Linked DNA regions of Mus musculus: regions 1, 2, 4, 5, 6 and 7 are each linked to region 3. The links are chromatin contacts, called in public Hi-C, HiChIP or PLAC-seq and promoter capture Hi-C maps. All regions are on one chromosome and are shown on one strand. Each heading gives the region's core, a stretch centred on a gene start, on an enhancer-like site or on the middle of the called end of the contact. The rest is flanking DNA. Distances are from core to core; before and after follow the strand shown. Region 1 holds the start of Arsb (arylsulfatase B). Region 2 holds the start of Serinc5 (serine incorporator 5). Region 3 holds the start of Tent2 (terminal nucleotidyltransferase 2). Region 4 holds the start of AW495222 (expressed sequence AW495222). Region 5 overlaps Serinc5 (serine incorporator 5). Region 6 holds the start of Fam151b (family with sequence similarity 151, member B). Region 7 holds the start of Msh3 (mutS homolog 3).

Region 1 (2,700 bases), core at 104-2,603, 580 kb before region 3:
CGCCTGTAAAGGGCGTTCAAGATAACTACCTCATAAAGTGGTTTTTAAAAACGTTTCAGTACAATAAAAACACTACAAGATACGTTCTTACTGTTCCCAGTCATTTAACATACACATACTCTGTGGGGGACATACTCTCTAAAGGGGCAGTGAAGAGACTCATGTGGGCTGGATTCACCCTCAAAGGTAGAAGAAATATCAGCACCCTTATTTTCATTGTAGGGGTACGGAGAACCTGGAAATGACTTCCATTGTTAGCCATGCACAGCGGAGGATCTGAGCGTGGGTGCTGGAATTTCCACGTTGTTGACATATGCATAGTTATAGGCAAGGGGGTAACTTAGTAAAGGAAAGATATAGGAGCCTGGGGTGCACCTTATCTCACCTGTGGCCTGACTCCCAGGTACAACAGGGGCTGAGAGAAAGCTTAAGATCTTTCACATACCCCACCCCCACGCTCATTCACTGAAGGCTTTTCGGGTGATGCGTCCCTTGTCAACAATCCCAAGTCTTTTTAGTGTTTCTAAATTAATCTCTGAAACTCCCATCTACATGGCTTCCTATCCTCCTGGCTCAAGTAGGTCACTCCTGATCTATGACACACCGCGTCAGTCACTAGGGTCCGTCCCAGTGCAGCCTCTCACTTTAATGGCCCTCTGGAGCTCCTTGGGCCTCCCTTTTCTTCTCCATCCTTTCTCCTCAGGACCTCGTCTATCCTTCTCTTTGGGGGTTCACAGACACAGCACCTCGAGATCCCAGAAACCCCGCTCTCCTCTGACCTAGAGAAAACGAAAGCCACTCCTGCCTTCGGCCACCAGGAGGAAGTCAGGCATGCGCAGTGGCCCTAGGCAGCAGCCTGGGGAAGCCAGGGTTGTCGAGCGCGGTCCGACTGAGCTGGCGGGCTCGCGGGGTCACGCGGGGCTGGAGGCCGCCTAGTACCTGATAGCGGCCGGTGAGCAGCTGGCTCCGCGAGGGCGTGCACAGCGGCTGCACGTAGTAGTTGTCCAGGACCACGCCGCCGGCCGCCAGCGCATCCAGGTGCGGCGTGCGGATGACCGAGCCGTGAAAACCCAAGTCGTTCCAGCCCAGGTCGTCCGCCAGCACGAAGACCACATGCGGAGGCTGGGTAGCTCCGGAGGCCCGGGCCGGCGACAGCAGCAGCAGCAGCAGCTGCAGCAGCAGCAGCAAGAGTGGCAGCTGCGGCCCGGGACCTCCAGGCCGGCTCCTGCCAGTGCACGGGCTAAGCTTGCCCATCCTTAGCAGCCTGCAGAGCCCGTGCTGCGGGCACCCCCGACAGAATCGGGAACTGAGCGGCCGGGCTCCCCAGCAAGATTTCATCCACCTGGGCGGGCCGCGGGCTGGGGAGGGCCGGCGTCCACGGCCTCCGCCTCCCGCGGGGGCCGGGGGAGGAGCCGCACAGAGCGCGCGGGCGAACTCAGCCGGTCCTTCCAAGGCCCAGAGGCCCGTTCTTTATTTTAGCCATGAACTCGAGAGCCACAAGTTCCAAAGCTGTTTCACAACCTTTATCTGATTAAATCTAGCCGCAAACTTGACAGCTAAGCACTATAGTTAGCGCTCCTTTTATCCCCAGAAGAAACCCTGTAATGGTTTGGACCATTACAGATGAGAGAAGAGAGGTGGTGCAGATGGTGTTTCAGATTCCTTTGTGCAGTGTGTACCCATGAAGCCACTTCCTTCCCATCATCAGTGGGCCAAACACATTCATTCTGTCTGCCCAGAATCTAAAATGAAATGGTGAAGTTTCATTTCAAGACATTCGGGGTATGCCCACCTAAGACTGTCTACTTGCTTACTCAATGTCTAGAGATGAGTGATAACTGTTAGGTGGAGAGAGAAAAAATGTGCGCTGCCTGAAGGACACACCCTCTCTGGCTGAGGCCGAGTCCGTGGGAGTTACTTTACAGCTTTAGAAGCTCTGGATGAATGATACCCTTGAAAAGTAATTATTGCTGATGTACTCAACTGACTTCCATGCGGTTGGCTGATGGGCGTTTGTGGTATTGTTCCTTATAACCAATTTTAATTTCTTATCGGTTTCTCACTAATAAATTAGATGAAATCACATGATGTATTCATTTCTGCATTTGTGATTTGTGTGAGAGTAAAAAAATTCTTTTGTGTGTGTGTGTGGTTTTTTTTTTTTTTTTTTTTTGAGACAGGGTTTCTCTGTGTAGCCCTGGCTGTCCTGGAACTCACTTTGTAAACCAGGCTAGCCTTGAACCCAGAAATCCGCCTGCCTCTGCCTCCCGAGTGCTGGGACTAAAGGTGTGTGCCACCACGCCCGGCCAAAATTTTCCTTTTTAAAAAAAGATTATCCTTGAATATATGTTTCCCTCTTAACATACATAAGAGTTTTCTTTGAAGTAGATAACTACTACTTATCCTTAGTAAAATATAGCCAGAAAGTTTTAAATTTTGGCATTTTTAAACCCAAAAACAATATCTTAGAAGAGTTGTTTGTTCGCTTTTGTGTTGGGGATAGTGTGGTCTCTGCATATTCTTCTACTCCATAATTGTTTTCTATAGTCCTCTCCTTTTTGTTTTTAAGCAGGTGCTTACTATGTACCCCAGGATAGCTCCTCCAGCTCTCTGTCCTCCTGCCTCTTCATCTCCCACTGACAGAACTGGGATTACAGTCCCAGGCCAAGGTCCAGGTTTTCCCTGCCCTTGATAAGCATC
Region 2 (2,700 bases), core at 153-2,652, 580 kb after region 3:
TCAAATTGAAGAGTATCACAAAACAACCAGAAAAATGGACTTGGAGGTGCTGCTCAAAGAGCACTTGCCTAGAACTTACAGCACCAGCAAAGAGAGAGAGAGAGAGAGAGAGAGAGAGAGAGAGAGAGAGAATGAATATTTGCAATTTTCTGAAAACAATCTTTTCTGCCCCTCTTGGTCTAAAAAGCCTGAATGGGTCATATTCCTTCGTCCTTCCTTTCCAGACATTGAGGGGACGGGCATCATTTTACTCAAACCAAAAAGCCCCACTTTCCTCATTTCTGAAAAATGCCAGCTTGACATACAGGGCCACCTCTAAGAGGACAGGACTACTATAGGCCACTAAACCTGATGGGTCCAGAGACACAGCTTAACCCCCTACAGCACGTACAGCTGGCTCCCATTGTCCTGACGTTCAAAGTAAACAAGACCAGTCCTGCACCTGAATGCCCACCCACCGCGATCAGATTCGAGGTTTTGTTTTTGTTTTTTATAACCCCTTAAAACCTAACAAAAAGACAACATGGGAGAAAGACATCCAGATGGCTTTACCTAGTTCGCTGTTGTTTTTCTAACCCTGCAGGAAAAAAAAGGGAAATTAGCATTAAAGGGCTAAAACCTAATAATTCTCTCCAGTTAGGAGCCTCCTATGGCTTGGATATCGTGAATTTAACTGGCAAGATTACAAAACAGGTTCCAGCAAGATGAGTTGCAAAGAAGGGAGCGAAGGCTCGTGCCCAGTCAGGGTTGGGTAGGGTCCGGTCGGTAAACCCATAAAGCAGGGCTGAGCCTTCCCTGTGCCTAGACTTGTGTCCGGGAGTTTGCAAATCGGATATCCAGACGTTCTCGTGAATACAGAGCCCCATGTTCTAGACCTGGAGATGCCAAACGCGGCCGCCCTGCTCGGACTGACCAGTTGTGCTCGGAGTACAGAAACAGAGATCTTGTCCAACCCCACGTTTTTCCTGGATTTATCCCACAGGCAGTGCAGTGGCAGGAGAGCTACGGAACTCAGAGCCACTACTCGAGGCTTCGACCGGAGGTGACACGTCCTGGGAACCGATGGGATCCTCAGCTCCAGACCCGCTCGCCCTGCCAGCCCGGAATCCCGGAGGCCGAACACCGAGGTCGCTGGGGTTGCCTCTCGGGCTTCCCCGCGTCCCTTCCCGCCCACAGGGTTTCCAGAACTCGAGCTTGGCTCGCGTCGGTGTCCGCGATTCTGATAACCCGCGCGGCAGCCCGCCTCGCTCACCTGGCCAGCACAGCACCGGGCAGACATCACCGCGGCCGACGACCTCGCCTCGGGGACGCTGCCCGCTGGGCCCGTCACTCGGGCCCTCTCGGCTTGGTCCGCGAGCGCGCGACTGAAGAAGCTCGTCTTGCTTCCTATCCCCGAGCCCAGCAGCCCAGCTGAGAGCCCCGTACCCTGGCCCGAAAACAACCGCCGCCAAGCCCCGCCCCACAGGCTCCGCCCTAAGACCGCCCCGAGTGTAGGTTCCGCCCCATATCCTAGGCCCCGCCCCTTGAGCGGCCCGGCGGATGGCTATGGCCCCGCCCCTTTCCGGGCAGCACAGTGGGCTTCTTCCTCTCTGGCACTTCCGCCGGAGTTAGACCAAGGGAATGCAGTCTTTACAAGCTCTCGGGTTTTACTGACCCGCCGGGTTTCGCGGCGCTCCTCCGCCCCGGATCCAGTAAACTAGATCCGCTTGCCTTTGGTAGTTAAAACCGTAGCCCTAGAGGAAGACTCCCTCCCGAATGCCCTGCGCTGGTCCCTCCACGAGGGCGCCACTGGTATGGGACTGCGATCGCCTTACTCCTCAGGCATCTACCAGATCCACGTTCGGGAAACCCCTCTGTTCCCGCACCCCCTCAGATGCCAGGTCTCCCCAGGCGCCTAGCTGTTCCACCTGCTGTTCCCGCGGAACTCTGACCGAGAGTCGATCTGGGAACCTAGGTTGGGGTCCTAGTTGCCTCTCAGCTGACCCACGTTGAAAGGAGGATTCCAACATTTGCTTGTTGGATGCCAAGGGAGTGCCAAGTTTTGCTCTCTACCTGAATCTCTTCTCACGGTTACTTCAAATGTAAAACCATTTCTGTTAGTATGATTTTTACACCAATGCCTTTTTGGTTGGAAGAGTATTTCAGATAAACATTGCTGTACCCGTGTGAGGAAAGTGACAGCGGATAAGTAACTTGAATAGCTTGCCTAAAGCCTTGGGAAGTGAAAACGCCTAGCTGACAATCCTAGCCTAGCGTCTGATCCTCAGGCACAAAACCCAGGACTTGACCTTCCCTGGACAGAGCCTTTGCCTATAGTGTCTTGGGAACTTTAGGAGATAGAAACTAAAAAAAACTGTTTTTGATAATCCGTGCTTTAGTTATTACCAACGCTGAATCTTCTGGCGTCTTAGATCCAGGAGTTTAGAGTAACACACACAACCGAGCCCTACTTGGCGGTTAAGAAAAGTTATGAAGACAGTGGCTGTAACTAAAAATAAGAAGGTGTGGGAGGAGCAACCTGCTGGGTGGCAGCCTGTAACTCAGAGCCAGGACCTCCGCAGGGCTTCACAGCGAGCTCCATTGTTTGCTGCAGGGCGGTCACTAGACTTAGAACTTCAGCCCCTGGGGAAACCGGTCTGACACCAAGAGTTTGTCTTTGTGGGAACCGACCAAGAGGTGGGGGAGGGGGGTAAACTGTCC
Region 3 (2,700 bases), core at 27-2,526:
ATAAGGTTTCTCTGTGTAGCCCTGGCTGTCCTGGAACTCACTCTGTAGCCCAGGCTGGCCTTGAACTCAGAAATCCGCCTGCCTCTGCCTCCCAAGTGCTGGGATTAAAGGCGTGCACCACCACACCTGTCTTGGCCCTAGCCTTCTTATATGCCCTTTTTATGCCCGAAAAGACAAGCAAGACAGGAAACCAGAGCCATGTTGAAGATCAACTTAACTGACATTTATAAAATACTCTACACAATAACTGAACATACTTTATTACCAAAGCACAATTAACATTTACCACATCAGATGATACTCGGAAGCACGTGACAAGTTTTTTAAAAAATTATTTAAATGATTCAAATATAATTTATAAAGACTTTGCAAGTCAAGTGAAACGAAAACTCTTTATCGAAATAAGTGGGATTCAGTTAAGTTATTATTCATATAGTAAGTTATCAAACGACTCTAAGTATTATCACAGAAATGACCTCAGTTTGTGAATTAAGGTAGAAAAATTAAAAATTGAATAACTATTGAGTTCGAGGCCAGCCTGGTCTACAAAGTGAGTTCCAGGACAGCCAGGGCTATACAGAGAAACCCTGTCCCGACAAAACAAAAACAAAACAAAAACAAAAAAACAACCAAACTAAAAACAATGGGGGAAAAAAACCCAGAATAAATAACAAGAAAACCAAAAAGCAGTAAACAAATCATTACTTTCGGGATTGGGAACGGTCAGATTCTACGGGGACAAAACAGGGCTATTGTTTACAGATATTCATCAATAAATCAAGCAGTTTAGACAGTTTCACCAGATACTAAAGTTCTCTCAATGAGAAACAATGGTGGGTATTTGTTAGACAAGTGAGTGCGAGCTAGGGCAGGGTAATGTGTGGGTGGTTTTGGGGGCCTTAGAGGCATGATTTTGTCTCCAAGAAACTGTTTTTGTTTGTTTGTTGTTGAGGAGAACATCACCCACGATTTCATACTGATCTTTCCAGCAATGGGAAGGTTGGTTTTGGATATCTCCTGGAAGGCCCTCCATGGACAGAACAGGCCTCCTGGAAATGGCCAGCGGCACGTAACTTAGGAGGCGGCGCCAGCGGAGCGGGGTGGCCTACTGCCCTGCGGAAGGGCCGGGCTGTACCTTCCCTCGCCACCATCTCAGCAGCCGCCGCAGACTCCCTGGCTGGACCAGGGTGGGGCTGTGCGCCTGCGCAGCTCAGCAAACGCGCTCTCCAGTGTCGGCTGCCGGAAGTCTGACCTTTCGCTCCCGCTGATGATTCCTTTCCGGGGTCACGTTGATCTTCCGGGTCCTGTGACAGGGTTGTCTACGCCGCCTTTTCGGCGACTTTTTAGTCTTCCGCCTTTTTTTTTTTTTCCTCCCCCACCCCCCTTTCTTTTTGTTGTCGCCACCCCCAGCCTTCCACGGCCGCGCGGGCCTGGCCTTAGGCTCGTGACTCTCCGCCGCCCTGCCCGCCCGAGCTGGGCCTCGCTGCGCCGGGCCGCTGGCTGCTCCTACCTCTGCCTGCTCGGGCGGCAGCTCCGGCCTGGGAGCGTGTTGGCGGGCAGTGCCGCTGGGCCCCGCTCGGCCCTTCGGCGTGGACGCCGGTGAGTTTCAGGGCTTCGGTGGGGATGCACGAGTGCAGGCCCCGGTCCCCGGCCGGGCGCGTGAAACTTGGCTGAGACTGGCGCTGTGTTTTGCGCGGGAGAGCCTGGCGCTCCCCCGGAGCTCCCTGGATTAGGGGCGTTCCCAGGCCGCCGGACTTTGGGAAGAATGTTGGCCTTTCTCTGATCTGTCTTCTCGCTAGTTCTCATGTCGCCTCCCGCCCTCTCCTCACTCCCTAGACCGAAAGAGTAAGACTGTCTTGATACTCCCTCTTGGAGTTCCAAAAGGCAGTGGAGACCCAAGGTAAATGTCTAAATTAACGAACTCTTGTGGAAGGCATTTATCTCTGAGACAATTAAACAGCATGGAGTCATCTCAGTCAGGTCAGGACTGGCTGATGGTCGAATTCACTTTTCCTAGTCATATTTGTGGTTGGGCTCTCCTTTCTTTAACTGCTTAAGAACACAAGGGGCAATGTGTTTCCTGGTATCTGTGATTTAAGTTTCTTGTTTTGCCCTATTTGAGCGTTGTTTAAAGTAATTAGTTTGTTGATAAGAGGAAGAGGAAAAATTGTGCAGGTCAAACAGGATTGGAAATTTAACGTGTTTAGCGTATGGTTTTTGTGAAGTCACACTACCATCATAGTACATAGTTTAGTACTATAGGGCTTTGCTGTGTTAACAGCTATTAACACGGTTAATCTGTACTGATTAGTAACCTGTAATAGAAACACTGGTTGGTGTGAATTGCCCCAATTGTATGTGTTCGAGAAATACACAGACTCTGTGAAACTCTTAGATGGAATTTAATTTTTAATAAAAAGAATGCTCTGTTCAGAGCCTGAAGGTGGTTTTGACAGTGCATGCTGAGCAGGATCTGGGAGTTACACTTGTGTTGTAGAACAAAGAACTGATCCAAGACACTTAGAGTGCACACATAACTTGATTAAGCCATGCAGTTCTTGTAGGAAATTGCTACTTTCTCAGGAATCTTGGTGAAGAGACAGTTATGTAAACTTGAGTAGTCTATAACTTCTTGTTGAGATCAATTTGACTAAAGTTAATTCCAGTTGCAAATTAAGAGACCAAATACTGTTATCACTA
Region 4 (2,742 bases), core at 104-2,603, 530 kb before region 3:
GAGCCTGCTAATTTGGTTCACTGAAGAACTGCGCTGTCCTTAAAAGGACTTCAGAGAGATCTGCCTGCCTCTTCCTCCAGGTAGGGGATTAAAGGAGTTCACCACCACTCCCAGCAAGTACAGGGCGAGGGGAGATGAAGAGATTACTAAAACAGAAACAAACCCATTACCTTCACTCAGCAAATACTGGCAAACACTGGCTCCCACCTTGAGCTGATGCATAACAATGATAGAAACAGAGACATCACTTTCTTATATTAGTCTCCCCAGAATTAAGGACACTGGATGGTTTTTGAGTAAAGATTCTTTAAAAGACCAATTATGGACTAGTCTCTGAAGCAGTATTTTCCATTCAAATGAAGCCTTTGGCAAATGCTGTTATTTTTAAATATGGCAAACACAGAGACTGAACATTGGGTTGGTTTCCACTGCTCTTTTATTTTAAAGGTGTTAATGAATTTATCTGTTTTCATTGCGTGTACATGTATGTGTTCATGTCTGCGTGTGGGTGTGTGCAGGTGTGCTCTCCCAGAACTGAAGTAACGGGGCTGCCCATCGAGGATGCTGGGAACTGACCTCTGCTTCTCTGCAGGAGAAGCACACACAGTGCTCTTAACCACTGAGCCATCTCTCTGGCCTCCGATCTTTTACCTTAATAAATATTTGAAGGCTAGTACATGGTGTTTCACAAACAAGAATCTCATGTATGTTATGTAATAATTTTAATTACATAATTGTGTTTTTAAAAAAGTAACAAGTAACTTTGCTTAGCTTGCATTTAGCCATGAATGGGGGTAAAGAGGGGAAAGCAGGTGACAGAACACTGGCTTTTGCAGAGTTCTAGAAAGAAAACGGGAAGGGAGGATTAAAGCTCAGAACTAGCTGACTCGAGATAGGATGCATCAATTCAGGGGAAATCCAATATTTAGTTCTAAACCTGAATGAAGTTAGGGGGTTTTTATCACTGTTTTGTTTTTAAGGGGTTTTTGAAGATTCTAATTTATACGATGAGAACTGAGGGGAAATGAAAGAGATGAACTCAGGAGGAACTGCTAAATGTATAGAAATGGGAACAGAATACCTCGATGTACTCAGTTAAGTGTTAATGAGCAGAGGACCTTTCTGGAAGTCGGGTTTTTTGTTGTTCATTTCTTTATGGGAATGAGAACTGCCTGCTCTAACCTCCCAAAGAGTCGACATAAACTAGATAAACGTAAGACTACTTTACACCACATAAAAGTGTTCTCATATTTCCTAAATTAGTTTGAGTTACTCTGAAATTATTTTTCAGTCTGCCAAAATTAGAGATTTTTTTTTTCAGGGAAACAGAGCGACTTCGCCGATGTTTCTGCACTAGAGGGCGCTCTGGCACTGTTGGGAAAGAGGACCCTAAAATGGAGCCCAGGGAGAGGAAGCAGAAGGAAAAACAAAAAAACCAAAAACATCAGAAAAATTGAGGCTAGAATACAGCGATGTTTAACTCTCAAGGGGTGGCTTCTCTGTCCTTTTTCCTGAGCATGGGGACAAATTTGTTTTGTTTTCTGAGGGCAGCTGGCCTTGCCTGAGTCCTGGCTGTAAACTTGAGTTCGCTGCAGCAGGCAGGACCGGCTTCCTGCAAGCTTGCATCAATGAGAAGGCCCAAGGGTAAGTACCTGAGCTCTCAGGTTAACCTAGAAATTAACTGTATAGTGTGTTTGTTCGGCTCATTACTAACCATCTCTACGTCTGCGCTGATTCTTTAGGATAAATACTCCATTTTATAAGAGAGCAGGCCAGCCAGCCAAGAGTTAAGTAAAGGATAGATTTAAACCCCAGAGTCCCCACTCGGAAGCTCATGTTTACAATGGCCCCTAAAACGTCAGTTCTCTGTAAAAGTTAGGGTTTTGTTTCTCCCACAAGGTAAATAGGACCCTGGTCACAGGAATCTGGATGTTGGGGGCTCAATGAACCCAGTGAATGTATGCAAAATAAGAGTCGTGGTAAAGCTAAGTCATAGAACAAGGGCTTCTGGGAACGCGCATAGGGGCTTTATCTTGATGACAACAGTCAATGTGGGAAGACCCTTCATAATTGTGGACACCACATTCCCTGGGCAGGGGATCCTGGGTAAAGTGCAGGAAGCCAGTTAGCAGCTGTCCAGGGGCTTGCAATCATTTTAGACTATGGATGTGACATGACCAGTTCTCTCAAGCCACTGTCACTGTGACTTCCCCACTCTGAAGGACTGTAACCTGGACCTGTGAACTGAAAGAAACCCTTTCTCCCTGAATTCGCTTCTGTCAGGGTATTTTTTTCCCCCACAGAAACAGGAAGGAAACTAAGACAGAAGCAAAGCAGAATCAATGCATATAAAAATGTTGTGTAAGTGGTTAACAATTGTACACAGAGAAGCTCTTGATTCCCACTGGTGGGGAAGACTAGACCCACACACACGGGACCACTGTCCCTGTCCCTCAAAAGAAAAGGACATTAGTTCGCCTAAGGATGATTGTGAGAGGGAAATGAAACGTAACAGAGGGAAAGCAAGGATGTGAGAGGTGATACTCAGATCCTCTGGCGTGTGCCTGCCAGAAAATGTCTGGGGTTCACCACTAAGCAGGGGGAATTAAGGCAGAATAAACGTTACCCCCAAACCCAGTCAGTGCTCATCTGGAAAGCAGAGAGGCAGGGGAGTTCTTTCCCTACTCAAAGTCATTTAATGGCATTTGATTTCTCTTCTAGCTGGAACTGATAGTAGTAATG
Region 5 (2,700 bases), core at 136-2,635, 550 kb after region 3:
AGGTGAGTCAACCGTCTCAGAAAGACCAGCACTTACGAGTGCTTACTGCTCCTGCAGAGCACCCACGTTAGGTCCCTATGTCAGAGGTACCCAAGCACCTGTAACAACTCAAGCTCTGGGAGATCTTACATCTCTGGCCTTCCTGGAAACCTGCATGTACACAAAGCCACATGCAATATCCTAGTTGGTTTTCTGTGGCTGGGATCAAACACCATCACCAAAAGCAACTTGGGGAAGCTGTAAACAGCTCTCTCTGGTTACACTCACTCCATCATTAAAGAGTCAGGGCAGAAACTCAAGGCAGAAGCCTGGAGGTAGGAACTAAAGCAGTGTAAGCTGCACGCTTACTGACTTAATCTCATGGCTTATGTAGGTCACTCCAGGACCACTGCCCACAGTGAGCTCCCCCCCCCCATCATTAATCAAGAAAATGAGAAAATGGCCAATCTGAAGGTCAAGATTCTCTGTCCTAGATGTCTAGGTTTGTGACCAGTTGACAAAAAACCAACTACTACATGCAAATACAGACACACACACACACACACACAGAGAGAGAGAGACAGACAGATAGACAGACAGACAGACAGACACACACAGCATTAAAAATAATAATAAAAAAATGTAGCATGGTGGCACATGACTTTAAGCTTAGCACTTGAGAAGGCAGACAGATCTCTGTGACTTCGAGGCTAACGCCATAGCAAGTTCTAAGGCTACATTGTAGGACTTTGTCTCAAAACAAACAAACAAACCAACAAAAACAGCAACAGCAATACTATTTTTTTCAAGGTAAAAAAGCTGATCACTGGCAGCAGGTTAACCTTGTCAACACGCTGAAGAAAGGAAAGCCACTGCGAGCAATGGGCCTGGACCTGAATGTCAGATGTTGTTCTCCAACCTGCACACGTGCACCTTAGCATGTGCACACCACACACAGGATTCACACATGCACGCACACACTTCCACCACCACCACCAATACAATAACAAAAGCTTCTTAAGCTATTTGGTTGGATCTTCTGCTCAAGAGAGAAGTGGAAGTTGGGCATTTGTCCAATCCCACTTTAAGAATAAGGAGTGTTTCTGAGCACCTGTTAGTTTAAGCAGAACAAAGTGCCCCCAAAGGCAAATTCCTAACACTTCGGGGGCTGAAAGTGCTTCATGCTCCTGAAATCATAAGCCTGCTGTAAAGTGCTTTATAAAGTTTACATAAAGTGTTTTATGTGCTTTACGGGTCTCTCAACATTCAGTTTCCTTAAGAGCACACGTTGAAATGGCTGAGTCTTGGCGCTGCAGCTCCCAAGTCTGTTTTTTCGTCCTGCACCAAAACAGCCCTGGGAGTGATACTTGCTAACAACCCACAGCCCAGCTGGAATCCAGACAAGGAGCTCTGACAGCTGAGTTATCATCCTAACACCCACTGCTGTGGGCGGTATACTCCTTTTCTGTAGTTCTAGTTACACCTCAGAACTTCAGAAGAAAAAAAAAACCTCCATTTACATATGTAAATTGTGGGCATGCAGATAAAAATAAGTACCAGGACATAGTTGTACCAGATGTGCAGCCAGACATCTGCGTTTCTGTTCTGAACAAAAGTGGGTTAGCTCTGTTATGGTCACCCCCACTTTCTAAACGCTTCATGCACCACCTCCTCCTATACTCTCTGACTCTCCAAGGACAGGGATTTCAATATCAGTTTCAAAATCAAAGCAATCTTGAGAAATGCAATGATACAAGATGCCAAATTTTACCCATGTAGCTTTGCCGAAACAAGATTTGAAAATTTTAAATAGCAAGATGAACCTAGACAGCATAGAAAACTGTCAAATGACAACCTAATGTCCAGACATGACTGCCTACCCTCCGACTTCCTCTACCGATCCTCTGCAGTGACCACTGCTGCCAAACACCTCTCAGAAATGTTCCAGCGTGCACAAACACATACTGAAAATGAACATATGACAACCAGGTACACATGGGCTCACAGTGGTCTGTTCTTCAACTCCTTTCTCGCAAAGGAGGACAAGGACCTCACTTAACATTGTACTTGCCCATCCCTTCCTCTCTGCACCCCCAAATTCACCTCATTTTTATATGTGAAAACACTGAGTGTACCACCTTAGCCATATGTCTGCTTACAGTTCATCAGCATTAAGGACATTCACGTGGTCTTTAGGACACACACGTAGCCCCAAACTCTTCTTACTCAACACAGGCTCCTCCTTTTGCTTCCTGCCCCATACATAACCTTTAGAACCCCTCTTTCTCTTGTTTTGTGTTTTAACAACTTCAGGTACTTTGTCTGAATGGAGTCATACGATATTTGTCCTTCTGTAACTGGCTTGTTTTATTGAACATAATGTCCTTCAGGTTTAGCAAGCTGCCTCTAAGACATGACATAAGCAAGTCAAGGTTAGAATCCACCTTGCTTATTTTTGTCCTTTAATTTTATAGCTTTTATATACTAGAAGTAGGGCAAGACTGTTCTACAGATCTGAGCTGTAAGAAGAGATCAATAAACCCAAAGGCCTGTCTCCTTTACCTGAGCAGTACCAACCACTATATCCCCCAGTCCCGGAGAAAAGGTGAGACAGTGGTCCACACAGAATAGTGAACAAGCATTCTAAACAGCAGCGAGGCATGCACCGCCTTCCTAAGAAAGAACTGCACAGAACGGAGAGGTGGCTCCAAGGTTTAAAGC
Region 6 (2,700 bases), core at 169-2,668, 710 kb after region 3:
CTGCCAACTCTGCCCTTCAGCACCAGCAACCACCATCATCAGTTTTTGTCCAGGTCAGCATTCTTAGGTCAGTGATAGAAGTGAAATCATGCAGCCTTGGTCTTCCTGGGCCTGTCCTCCTTCACCCAACATCTGACAGTTCATCCTTGTTGCAAATAACAGGGTCTCCTATATGAACCCTGAACTTCATGATGGGCCTTGCTACATTTTATCTATTCATCTACTGGTGGATCTTAGGTTGGTTTTGTGTCTTGCTTTTAGGAGTTAACATTGCAGTGAGCACAGGGCACAGCTGCCTACCTGACAGTGATTTCCTTTACATACGCAACGACTCATAGTTTTTAACTTTTCCAGGGTCATCCACACCGTGTTCATAGTGACATTTCTTACTTACAGTGTAGCATTGTGTAGTCATACTATATTAATTACCTGGGTTATGGAGTGTAAGTAGGTTCCATTGCTTCTGTCTGAACGTTTTTTACTCCGCGATTGGTAAAAAGCATCCTAATTGCAGAAAGGAACAAAAATCCATTAGAAATCTTGCCTGTATTCGTAGGAGTACTTTGATAATAGCAATTTCATTACTAACAAGGCTGGTGGTTAGAACTTCCAGGGTGAGGGTGTTGGAATGTTGAAGCTCTAGCAGCATCTTCTTGTGCTGTGTTTAGCTCCCTTAATTGCATTGCTTACTTGACCTCATGTCCTTGTGACTAGGTGAAACTTTTGGAATGTGTTAACACAGTACCAGCCTGAAACCCAAGAACCGTCGGATAGGAACGGAAACGTGCACTCAGTTTGCTGTAAACTGCATGCCTGATGTTTCCACAAAAGTATTTGAAATTTTCCAGGATATATAACTTTCTTAAACAGCGAAAAACACTACTAAACTATGCAATATGTCTGGGGCAACTGGTTTCGTGTTCTAGAACGATTATCACTCATACTTGGTTCAGGAATAAACTCTTGAGGTGAGAGGTGTGTGGTTTATGCTGTTTGTAAAGAAGTAAGTTTAAATGTGAAGATACAGGTAGAAAACCAAAGACCATAAAGCAATGGGGCTATATTTTCTGGCTGAGCTGGAGGAAATCCAGAGACTTTGGAGACCCGGTTGAGGCCAAAATTGCCACTCAAGTCAGAGTGACTTAAAAATTTTACTCTCTGAAGGGTTGGGCGAGAACCACTTCCGTTTGTGCTGTCAGGTAATGTATTCTAGCTTTGCAGCCCGCTGTACCCTAGAATGAGTAGCTCCACACCAGAACTGGACCACTGCACTATGGGAAATGTGCCCCGCAATCCTCTCCCCGCGACCCACCTCCTCTCTTCCCACTATCCCCGCTTCTCTCCCTGCCCCAAGCCTAGCAGTTCCAGTGCGCATGCGCACCTTTTACATCACTGGCGCAGAGGTTCCGGTCAGGTCATCTGGCTTCCGCCAGGAAGACAACCAGGAGACTGCCAACCTTGTGCACCTGCGCAGATCGCTGCGTCTGTCTGTCACCATGGCAGCATGTGCAGGGGGCCCGGGTAAGTGTGGAGGGTTCAGCGGGCAGGGTACCGCCTACTCTTTTTCCTGTTTTGTTATTGAGTTGTAAATGCCAGTGTCTGCGGGGTGTTCAAGTGGTGGCTGATTTAACTGAGGCCGAAGAGTATCTCCGTGTGACAAAGGTAGAAACAATTTAGGGTAAATCGATTGTTTAGATACAAAAGGAAAATTCATTTTTGATATTAAAAGTTCAAAATGGTTCAGTAAGGTCTCTAGTCCTTCCCAATCATTAGCCCATTTCCCCCTCAAATTTCTGCTACACATTCGTGGGTGGATCCTTCCAAAAAGGTCTTACATACATACCACATTATCTTTTTTTTTTAACCTTTCACTTTTTGTTTGTTTGTTTTGTTTTATTTGTATGAGTACACTGCAGCTGTCTTGAGACACGCCACAAGAGGGCATCGGATTCCATTACAGATGGTTGAGAGCCACCATGTGGTTGCTGGGGAAGTGACCTCAGGACCCCTGGAAGAGCAGTCAGTGCCCTTAACTGCTAGGCCATCTCTTCAGCCCTCTACCTTCTTTATTTTATTTTTTTTTAAGATTTTTCATTTATTAAATGTAAGTACACTGTAGCTGTCTTCAGACACCCCAGAAGAGAGCATCAGATTTCATTACGAATGGTTGTGAGCCACCATGTGGTTGCTGGGATTTGAACTCAGGACCTTCAAATTTGAAGAGCAGTTGGTGCTCTTAACCTCTGAGCCATCTCTCCGTCTCTGCTTTTTAACACACACATAAACATTAAATATTTCTTTATTTTGCATAAAACCTTTGAAGATTTTAAACAATGTATTTTGATCAATTTATCTTTCCCTCTCCCCCAGATCTTACCAAACCTCTCTTCAACTTCACACTCTTTTTATTTGTTCTTATATTTATCAAACGTCAAAGAAGGAATAGAGTGGACTCTCTCAAGGTTGGGGGCCTCCCTCTGGTTTTGTACTGTGAATTTTAAGAAAGTTTCTGTAAATGTTTATGGTGCATATTTATTGGGTAAGGTGAGACTTTTCCCCTCCCAACCCATAGTAGATCAATTCAATATCAATTTCTTAGGTATTTCTTCCCACGAGGCCCACAAAAGAGGGAGAGGTAGGTGTCAAAATCACATTGGCAGGGCTGGAGAAAGAGCTCATTTGCAAAGCTTCTTGCCTTGC
Region 7 (2,700 bases), core at 5-2,504, 840 kb after region 3:
TCCCATCAGCTCTGCCCTCCTCTCCTACAATGATAAGCAATAAGCAAACATGTCTGTTAGGAAGAATTACAGCGAATGTCCTTACAATCACAAGTAATGGGAAACTGCCTTATAATTATTGCACACCACTCCCCATTCTTTTAAAGTCAGTCACCCAGACTGCCTCACTGAAGACCACAGCCTTCATCCCACCGTGTCTTCCTAAAGCCAACAGATTTAAATTATTTTTAGCCTCTTCTCCCCTGCATTTTTCTCCATTTACTCAAGTCTTCTGTCTTTCAGTAACAATTCTAAATACCGGCTCAGGTCTCTATTCAAAGTGCTAAATTTTGCTGCCGATTCTGCCCAGTTATATTCGAGCTATATGCACTTGCTAACAAAATTTCAAACATAGAGTATTCTAAGAGGATGTTTAATAAAATCTGGGAATCGCACAAAAATTTCTAGCAAGAAACAGAGATCCCAGATTCCCAGGGGAGACTTTCTACTCATACCTCTACCATGTAAATCTTGCTTCAAGCAAACATAATTCTCATGACTTAATTACTCTACATTACCTTCCACTGAAGAGGTTGTGGTCATTCTTTGGAAGTACTTGAACTCGTTCCTGAAAGTTAGAGAAACAGTTAACCCGTCATGTATGCTCAGGCTCCATTCAGCGACGAAAGGTGCAAGTCCGGTGTGGGTGTGGGGGGTGGTGTTGCTGCCCGCTCAAGGACAGGACTTTGCTCCCGGCCAGGGAGCCTGTGAGCAAAGGCTGGCACAGCAGGGGGATCACCGCGGGAACCGGTAGCTTGGTCTCTGGCTGAGGCCGGTAGGCCTACCGCTCACGCCCGTCCCGCGCGTCCAAGCCAAGTGCATGACCCTACTCAGTGAACCGCCTCAGTTTCCCGAGCCCAGCCCGGCCAATACCTGAGCGGAGGCCAGGGTAGGTCTCCGTTCTTGCCAATCCCCATATTTTGGGACACGGCGACGATGCAGTTCAATGGTCGAACCATGATGGCAGCGGGGATAAAATCCTACCAGCCTTCACGCTAGGATTGCCGTCAAGTTTGGCGCGAAATCGCAGCCCTGAGCTGTGTACCACTTGCGCAGCTTAGGCCCCGCCCCCACCAAGGCCCGCCGCGCATCCTATTTGTGCAGCTAAGGCTCCGCCCCTACCAAGGCCCGCCGCGCATCCTATTTGTGCAGCTAAGGCCCCGCCCCCACCAAGGCCCGCCGCGCATTCTATTTGTGTAGCTAAGGCTCCGCCCCCAAGGCCGGTCCCGCACAGGTTGAGGCGTGCGCGCGCGCAGGCGCGAGAAAGTGCGGCCGCGCGCTCGCGCTCCTAGCAGGCCGGCTCTTCTGCACACTGCAATGCCCCGCGGGAAATCCGCGTCGGGAGGCTCTACTGCCGCCGGCCCAGGCCCGGGGAGGCAAACGGTTCTAAGCCGGTTCTTCAGGTCTGCGGGAAGCCTAAGATCCAGCGCGTCCTCCACGGAGCCAGCAGAGAAGGTAAAGTACGGCTCCGCGGCGCCCCTAGCGTCCACCTAGGCGAAGGCCGTCCCGGGCGGGTTCTGTCTGGGACGGGGCGGAGCTAGAGGGCGGGGTGGGGCCGGACCGCTAGGGGCGGGGTCAGGGTGGGGCGGGTGCGTAGCCGTCGTGGCCGGAAGCGGAGGCCTTATGGAGAGCTTATTAATGGTGGGTAGGGCTAAGGGGCGGGGCCAGGGAAGGCTTAAGGTGGCGGCTTCTTCTGGTCCTTGTTTTAGTTGACTTTTTTACCCGACCAGCGGTAATAGATTTGAGGTCTTGGTGCTTCCAGTCGGTAGCCGGAACCCGAGCCAGAAACTTCTATCGTGGTGAATGGCGAGGACTGGCCGGCCGGCCCAGGATGCGTTTTTTAACCTCTGTTCTTCATTCTTTCCTTTACATTTTCCCTACTGTATTGATGGTTGAAGAGGAGCTTTATTTACATATGCTTGCTTGGCTGACTAGAAGAAAGCTGTCATTAAGGCTAGTTTCTCAGAATTCAAAACCATGTGCTCTGTCTTTCTGATCCCCGTGCCAGAATATCGTTTTACTGTACAGATTTCCAGTGTAAGCATTTAGATGGATGAAGTTTCTGTACATGCTTATAGTTGGCTACTTCCTGTTGCTTGCAGCCCATCAGATAGTTCAAAGCAAAGCAAAGAGAAACAAAACCAAAACCCCATCGTGATACTGCCACAAACACAGGCCCAAGGATGTTTCCCACACTAGCTGGCAATGTGTCACACTTGTTCAGGGTGAGTTAAGGCCTCGGTCATTTCCCAGACTGAAGATGTAGAAGGTGATTGTAACGGGCATCTCCTGTATTTTACTGCAGTTGCAAATCAGTTTAAGAATCTTAACCCATTTCATTTATATTTCTTTCCAATACTGACTAATGCTCTACTCTCTCTTTTTAAGGCTTTTTTTTTATTTCTGTACATTCACTAAGATTCATTTTGCACTCACCACTGAGAGGATATTAGGCAAAAGTTTTAAGTTTTTCATAGATTATCTGCCAACAGATAGTCTCAGGACATCTTTTAATAGTGAATGGAAGCTTTGAAACAGGAAATACATTGGTCGTTTATTACTCCTCTTCCTTCTATAATTTTGCATTTTGAAAATAGATTTTTTAAAATTGATCTTGTAGAAGTATTTTATTTAACATATGAGTAGGAAAGTAGAGAATTC

What was found. Promoter capture Hi-C pulls out the DNA fragments that hold promoters and counts their contacts. A called contact is a pair of places that touch in the nucleus more often than the background predicts. HiChIP or PLAC-seq counts read pairs in DNA pulled down with a chosen protein or histone mark.
Region 1: an H3K27ac HiChIP or PLAC-seq map of bone marrow-derived dendritic cells shows a contact between it and region 3, with 4 times the contacts expected there. The contact joins the promoter of Arsb here to the promoter of Tent2 in region 3. A contact is called at or near these places in 2 of 39 promoter capture datasets (embryonic stem cells and liver), 3 of 115 datasets of contacts at active chromatin or transcription factors (bone marrow-derived dendritic cells, memory CD8 T cells and microglia) and 1 of 9 other capture datasets (adipose tissue).
Region 2: a contact with region 3 is called in an H3K27ac HiChIP or PLAC-seq map of thymic regulatory T cells, with 4 times the contacts expected there. The contact joins the promoter of Serinc5 here to the promoter of Tent2 in region 3. A contact is called at or near these places in 2 of 484 Hi-C or Micro-C datasets (CD4 T cells and embryonic stem cells), 10 of 115 datasets of contacts at active chromatin or transcription factors (astrocytes, bone marrow-derived dendritic cells, embryonic stem cells and 6 more) and 2 of 9 other capture datasets (adipose tissue and liver).
Region 4: a promoter capture Hi-C map of hippocampal neurons shows a contact between it and region 3, with 5 times the contacts expected there. The contact joins the promoter of AW495222 here to the promoter of Tent2 in region 3. A contact is called at or near these places in 8 of 39 promoter capture datasets (the 3T3-L1 cell line, the C10 cell line, cranial neural crest and 4 more), 2 of 484 Hi-C or Micro-C datasets (cerebral cortex and embryonic stem cells), 8 of 115 datasets of contacts at active chromatin or transcription factors (the 230-238 cell line, SST interneurons, astrocytes and 5 more) and 2 of 9 other capture datasets (adipose tissue and liver).
Region 5: a contact with region 3 is called in a Hi-C map of B cells, with 18 read pairs. The contact joins the enhancer-like site here to the promoter of Tent2 in region 3. A contact is called at or near these places in 2 of 39 promoter capture datasets (the C10 cell line and pre-B cells) and 1 of 484 Hi-C or Micro-C datasets (B cells).
Region 6: a contact with region 3 is called in a promoter capture Hi-C map of pre-B cells, with 9 times the contacts expected there. The contact joins the promoter of Fam151b here to the promoter of Tent2 in region 3. A contact is called at or near these places in 3 of 39 promoter capture datasets (cranial neural crest, liver and pre-B cells) and 3 of 484 Hi-C or Micro-C datasets (CD4 T cells, CD8 T cells and liver).
Region 7: a Hi-C map of CD8 T cells shows a contact between it and region 3, with 6 times the contacts expected there. The contact joins the promoter of Msh3 here to the promoter of Tent2 in region 3. A contact is called at or near these places in 2 of 39 promoter capture datasets (hippocampal neurons and pre-B cells), 3 of 484 Hi-C or Micro-C datasets (CD4 T cells, CD8 T cells and pre-B cells), 1 of 115 datasets of contacts at active chromatin or transcription factors (the SCID.adh cell line) and 2 of 9 other capture datasets (adipose tissue and liver).

What each region holds. Positions count from the first base shown.
Region 1 is chr13:93,770,332-93,773,031 of GRCm38.p6, reverse strand. It overlaps Arsb (arylsulfatase B), which reads right to left and starts at 1,353. Exons shown (of 8, transcript NM_009712.3): 1 at 940-1,353. The coding sequence starts at 1,254.
Region 2 is chr13:92,609,840-92,612,539 of GRCm38.p6, reverse strand. Serinc5 (serine incorporator 5) reads right to left here and starts at 1,402. Exons shown (of 12, transcript NM_172588.2): 1 at 1,253-1,402. The coding sequence starts at 1,279.
Region 3 is chr13:93,190,993-93,193,692 of GRCm38.p6, reverse strand. It overlaps Tent2 (terminal nucleotidyltransferase 2), which reads left to right and starts at 1,276. Exons shown (of 15, transcript NM_133905.3): 1 at 1,276-1,599.
Region 4 is chr13:93,717,786-93,720,527 of GRCm38.p6, reverse strand. It overlaps AW495222 (expressed sequence AW495222), which reads left to right and starts at 1,353. Exons shown (of 3, transcript NR_045086.2): 1 at 1,353-1,644. The region is part of intron 13 of Dmgdh (dimethylglycine dehydrogenase precursor); the gene reads right to left.
Region 5 is chr13:92,638,041-92,640,740 of GRCm38.p6, reverse strand. All of the region lies in intron 1 of Serinc5 (serine incorporator 5), which reads right to left. Among named protein-coding and RNA genes, the nearest start is that of Serinc5, 28 kb to the right of the region's middle. Within about 2 kb of position 1,385, at least 51 of the 459 cell types and tissues checked have an H3K27ac peak or open chromatin away from gene starts, as enhancers often do. A contact at or near this core is called in B cells, where this site is marked.
Region 6 is chr13:92,482,749-92,485,448 of GRCm38.p6, reverse strand. Fam151b (family with sequence similarity 151, member B) reads left to right here and starts at 1,418. Exons shown (of 6, transcript NM_001163627.1): 1 at 1,418-1,521. The coding sequence starts at 1,497. Gm52060 (a long non-coding RNA gene) reads right to left here and starts at 1,376. Exons shown (of 3, transcript XR_003950692.1): 1 at 1,313-1,376; 2 at 430-504.
Region 7 is chr13:92,353,557-92,356,256 of GRCm38.p6, reverse strand. It overlaps Msh3 (mutS homolog 3), which reads left to right and starts at 1,254. Exons shown (of 24, transcript NM_010829.2): 1 at 1,254-1,494. The coding sequence starts at 1,357. It overlaps Dhfr (dihydrofolate reductase), which reads right to left and starts at 1,474. Exons shown (of 6, transcript NM_010049.3): 1 at 913-1,474; 2 at 558-607. The coding sequence starts at 998.